Regions from separate parts of the Mus musculus genome. Here region 2 is linked to region 1. The links are chromatin contacts, called in public HiChIP or PLAC-seq maps. All regions are on one chromosome and are shown on one strand. Each heading gives the region's core, a stretch centred on a gene start, on an enhancer-like site or on the middle of the called end of the contact. The rest is flanking DNA. Distances are from core to core; before and after follow the strand shown.

The links. HiChIP or PLAC-seq counts read pairs in DNA pulled down with a chosen protein or histone mark.
Region 2: a contact with region 1 is called in an H3K27ac HiChIP or PLAC-seq map of SST interneurons, with 6 times the contacts expected there. The contact joins two enhancer-like sites. A contact is called at or near these places in 2 of 484 Hi-C or Micro-C datasets (cortical neurons and embryonic stem cells) and 4 of 115 datasets of contacts at active chromatin or transcription factors (SST interneurons, T-cell acute lymphoblastic leukemia, cardiomyocytes and 1 more).

Annotation. Positions count from the first base shown.
Region 1 is chr7:113,607,880-113,610,579 of GRCm38.p6, forward strand. No RefSeq gene overlaps it. Among named protein-coding and RNA genes, the nearest start is that of Far1os, 44 kb to the left of the region's middle. Within about 2 kb of position 1,307, at least 30 of the 459 cell types and tissues checked have an H3K27ac peak or open chromatin away from gene starts, as enhancers often do. A contact at or near this core is called in SST interneurons, where this site is marked.
Region 2 is chr7:114,042,467-114,045,166 of GRCm38.p6, forward strand. Spon1 (spondin 1, (f-spondin) extracellular matrix protein) reads left to right here. Exons shown (of 16, transcript NM_145584.2): 16 at 1-909. Among named protein-coding and RNA genes, the nearest start is that of Gm51454, 7.3 kb to the left of the region's middle. Within about 2 kb of position 1,310, at least 32 of the 459 cell types and tissues checked have an H3K27ac peak or open chromatin away from gene starts, as enhancers often do. A contact at or near this core is called in SST interneurons, where this site is marked.

The sequences.
Region 1 (2,700 bases), core at 57-2,556:
TTACCATAGTACTGCACTTTAGACATGAAGAAGGCTCAAAGCCAAGGAGCCAGGATAGGGTTCCCAAGGCCCTGCTGGGAGATACGGACATCTGTGACTCTCATGATAAAGCAGGGCTGACTGGACCTGATCCTGCCAGCAGGGGGAATGGTGGTGGTAATGTCGATGTGTACTGGGGAAGCAGCCCACGCTCAGTCTGTTTTGCTGTCACACTTGCGTGTTTGTGTGTGATTTTAACATAAATTAGCTCAAATGTGCTTGATAAATGGAACAACGCCAGTGAAATGCGGTTCATCTGCGAGGCTCCCGGCCTGCCAACATTTTGCACTGGCAGGCCTTGGAAGATGCAGGCAAAGTGCAGGAACCCAGCTGGATACAGCACGGAGGGAGAGAGACAGCATTTCCTGCAGCTCCCAGCAACTCCAGGCCTTTTGCCTCAGGGAAGTCTCCAGTCCATGTTAGGAGTACTTGTCAGTCAGGTCTCACTGATCCTGTGCCCGGGGTGGGGGGGTGGTGGGGGTGGTGGGGGTGGGGTGGGGGTGGTGGGGGTGGTGGGGGTGGTGTAGGGTAGGGGGTGCGTGTTTCCTTCTCCAGGTAACTCAGAAGGTCGTAGTTTCTCTTACATTGACATCCATCAAGCTGTCCTTTCTTCCTGTCTTAAAGGCAGAGTCCTCTATTTTCTCCAGGCTGTGTTGTGTATTAGGAACTGGACATTCTTCTTAAACCACTGGCATCTTTCACGGAGGTTATCTATTTGGGGTTGTCTGCCGCCGTCCTATTTTTCCCATAAGTCTTAATTATTTTTAGTTTGCGATTTTGCAGAGAGTGTGTTTCTTTCCCTCCCCTTAGGAACACATACAACTCATTGCTGCAAGAGCACCTGGTTTTGTTTTTTTGTTTTTTGTTTTTCCTTCTTTTTTTTTTTTTTTAAAAGAAGGGGGAAAAATGAGAAAATATCTGAATAATAGCTAGCTACGGATGTGCTGACCACATCTGTTTGGCTACAGGTCATGTAGGTTTTTCTTGCTATTTCAAAGTATCTCCAGAACTCAGCCTACTTTCTTACCCTATTCTTGACTAGTTGGAAATATAAAGAACTTGTAACCGACTTACAGATCCTATTGGGTCAAGACTGGATGCCTGCTTGGGTTTCTGAATACAATTTTCAACCCTAGAGACCCAGCACGTGCTCTGTCCCCTAGTCTCCAGAAGGAGCCTTCAGGCAAAGCCATATCCATGAACAATGCTGCATAAGCAGATGCTAACACCGTAAAGCATGCAGGATGCAGGCAGCTGGAAAATTGTGCTACAAAAATAAACACCCTGTTTCTGCAAATTGGGCAACTCTCATTAGCCCCAGGAAGCTCGTTTTCATGGTTAAGTAGTTAAGCGGCTGATTAAAGGCACAAGACCATTTAGGCACCTGCTTATTTGTGCATTTTCCTTTTTGTTCCGAACTTTGGCCAGAAGATGGTGCTCGTGAACACACTTTGGCAAAGTCTCTCTCTCTCTCTCTCTCTCTCTCTCTCTCTCTCTCTCTCTCTCTCTCTCTTGCTACAAATTCTACACCTGCAGGTGCTCCTTCAGCTGAGAACATAACTTGGATCTTGCAAGTCCGGGAAAAAGGCGATTTGAAAACCAGCTAGAGGTTGAGTGACTAAGAATGCAACACCACCTGCCTTTTTTTTTTTTTTTTTTTTTTTTTTTTAGATTTAAAAATCCAGTTGAGGAGCATGTACAGCCCCAACTGTTGTTACATCAAAGCACAAAGTCTTAGTATCTTGAAATTAAGGGAAAGGCATTAGAGGAGACTCTAGCTTATGTTTGGACCTGTATTAGAACAGAGAGAGCTTGGCACACCAGAGAGGAGTAGACCTAGATTTAAATCTTGACAGCAAATACCACTCATAGTGGTTTACACCCCCTAGACGTGTTCTCACATGCTCTCAAGAGTCTTTGAGCCATTATGCACCATGCCCACATCAGTAGTAGAGGAAGAGATTTCAAAGCCAAGGAATCCATCTCTGCATCTTCAAATCTGGCTTTTAAGGTGGCTTCTGCTGCTGTTTGAAGACCTTTCTTTCTTTCTTTCTTTCTTTCTTTCTTTCTTTCTTTCTTTCTTTCTTTCTTTCTTTCTTTCTTTCTTTCTTTTTGAGTGTGATGGCCAGCCAGATCTTACACAGAGAAGCAGGCCCAAGTGAGTGGAATTCCTAATCCTACCAGCCATTTTGACTCGCCATGTGCGGGTGTTCTCTGAATGGGTTACCTGTTCCATCTTTATGACATCGGGAGGCTGTTACTCTTATTACCGTGCTTCACAGGTGTGGAAGCAGAGGCTTATGGAGTTGAGATAATTTGCTCAAGGTCAAACAAGAAATAATGATTACAGCTAAAACAAGATCCAGCTGGCTTCCGAGCCCACAGTGTCAATCTCTAGACTGTCAACCTCTCATCAGCCATGTTTCTAGAGTCTACCTTCTCATTTCTGTTCAAAACCTTCTCAAGGGCTTCCACAGCCCCTGGGATAAAGGTCACGTTACTTAGCCTGACATTTAGGGAGTTTTATGAATCACTTTCAAGTGTGGGCAGATTAGAGAAATGGCAACAATATTTTCAAAGGCTGTGTCTAAGACAGTGGCCTCAAGTGGGCATTGCTTTAGTTGCTGGAAGAGCCTGTGCTTGCCCCTATAAGTGAGTATT
Region 2 (2,700 bases), core at 60-2,559, 430 kb after region 1:
AGACAATAACAAGTTAAAAACAAAATTTTGGATCATGCATGGTGGAAGCTATATTCTCAGAACTAGAGAAACTGTCCCAAGCCAGCAAAGGTTGTTGAAGTCAGAAAACTCTAAGAGCTACATTTTTGACAGTCTGACCTGAAGTTTTCAAAGCCTGGCTTTAGAAAATTCTGTTACATGGAATTATCTATGAAGAAGTAAAATATTTATACCCTAAAAAAATGCATACTATTATCCAAACAAGACTAAACCATAAATGTTTAATTCCTACTTAAAACTCCGAATCAAGGAAGCCAGCCATTTCCACCATGTTGCTACTTGGCAAGGTCGATTTCAATATCCCCATTCTTCTTGTTCATATTGCCCAAAGTAGACAGAATGAACATAAATTCCCTTTGAAAAATGATTGAAATGCAGTAACGAATTATAAATAGCAGCTACATGTTAATTAGCACGGGGCTAATTCTCCGATTTAGATCCTGTGGAAAAATGAAAGCAAAACATCCATATTAAAATGTCACATTTAAATGACGGTGCCTGCTTTCGAACCCCCATGGGCTCAGAGGCGATGTATGTATCCAATGCATGTATCCAGGGACAGAAGGGCAAGGACAGTAATGGTGGGGCCCAGGGAATCTGGGTTGGCACCTGAGCAGCTGTGACAGCCGGCCCAGGTGGGTCCTGCTGTTCTGGTGTCAGGACTGACCTCCGAGCCTTACCCCTCGCCTTCACAGTTTACCAAGTTCTCACGCAGAGAGTGGGTCTCCCAGCAGCCAGCTCTACTCCACCTGCCCCTCACTGCTTTGTAGTGCACACCTTTGTACTGAATCTGACGAGAGCTGCATTTTGGTCATCTGTAACTGAAAATGTCTCGACAAATAAAATTTGCATACATAATTTTTAACAGTTATCATCAGAGCGCAATGCTATCTCGGGCTGTTTTCACTTAACATGCATGGTGTCTTCACATAAGATGGCATTCATTAACATCTCACGGAGCTCAAAATACCCCCGCTCCGGCATACTGATTAGTAACAGGCTCATGTTTTAAGTCATTTCATGCTTAGACAATTTTCCTTTACCAAGAGTAATTTGTAAGTATTAAGAGAAGAGTGGGGGCTGGTGAGATGGCTCTGTGGGTAAAGGGCACTCGCTGCCAAGCCTGACGACCTGACTTCGGTCCCCAGGATCCATACGGCAGGAGAGGACCAATGCACAGAAGCAAGCTGTCCTCTGACCTACACATCCTCATGAGTGATCCTAACCCGGAATAACCAGTCTAGCTCGGTCGCCAGAAGGCTCACCAGGAAACACTTGACTTCCTGCTGATTGTGCGGGACGCCCGGTCTGCCTGAAGCAGGACCTGCCCTTCAGTCATATCCACAGAGAGACCTTTATAGTAACTTGACGCTGCAGTGATAGCCAATAGAATAATTACGTTCCTAGTTCATTTTCTTTTCCTTGCACTTAGCAAAAATATGTCAGTCCACACACTGGGGACTAAGAAGTCTTAAAACGGGCTTAAGCAGCTTGGAGAAGCACTGAACAACCATTCTCAGCCATAGAGAATCTGCCCTCACCCCACCCCCACCCCCACCCCAGGGCCCTGCTATGTAAACCACGGTGGCCCTGATATCACTTGTGATATCACGATTCTTCTGCCCCAGCCTCCTTAGTGCATGAATTCCAGGCCTGCTCCACCCTATACAGCCAAACTATAGACTTCTCTCTTCTAGCCAATCATCCCAATTTAACAACTAATTCTAGGTTTGCATTGCTACCTACTTGGACTGACCACTGAGCACCGACTTGCTCTCACTGTTCTTAAAGCAAAACATCTGTCACCCAGCTTTGTGCCAAAGAACTTCCTCAAACAGCCCACCCCACACTCACTGCCTCCATTTCCTTATCTGCCAACCACACTGCAGCTCCTACCTAATGCCCCAATCAAACAAACCTACAGGAGGCCGATTGCTGCTGCCCCTCACTCGCCACAAAGCTTCTTTCCATCTCAAGGTCTAGGGTTCCTTAAAATACAGGCTCTTGGGACCAGGAAGATGGTTCCACAGGTAAAAATCTCTAGCTTTACAAGCCTGAAGAACTAATCTGAACCTCAGAGGTCAATCTCTGGAACCCATATAAAAAGCCAGCTGTAGTAATGCACATCTGGAATCCCCAGCCTATGTAATGCACATCTGGAATCCGCAGCCTATGTGATGCACATCTGGAATCCGCAGCACGCCTATGGTGGGAACAGAAGTGGAGGTAGGAGAATGGCCCAGAAGCTCTGGGGCCAGCTATCCTTAAACACACCGTGCAGAGACAGAAATGAGACCCTGCTGTGCCAATCAGAAACTGAACTATGGTGGGCGGGTACTATTCATGATCCTAATGCCCCAGCAGTTACCCAGGAGGTTGAAGCAGGAGGATAACTTGAACCCAGGTGAACAAGGCCAGCCTGGATAAGACCAGGTCCTGCCCCAAAAAAGGAAGGTGTAAGAGAGACTAAATATATAGTTCGTGGACAGTGAACACAGACTGAGTCTTAAAGCTGCCCTGGCTTTCAGCCTAAAGCAATATTCCTGGCTATAGAGGAAGGCCTGGGAGATCCCAGGCAGGACACAAGTGTTTCCTTGAACTGAAATCAAGGAACCAGAGCTCAAGGAACCTTTGAAGCAGCTTGAAGTTGCTGTAAAATAT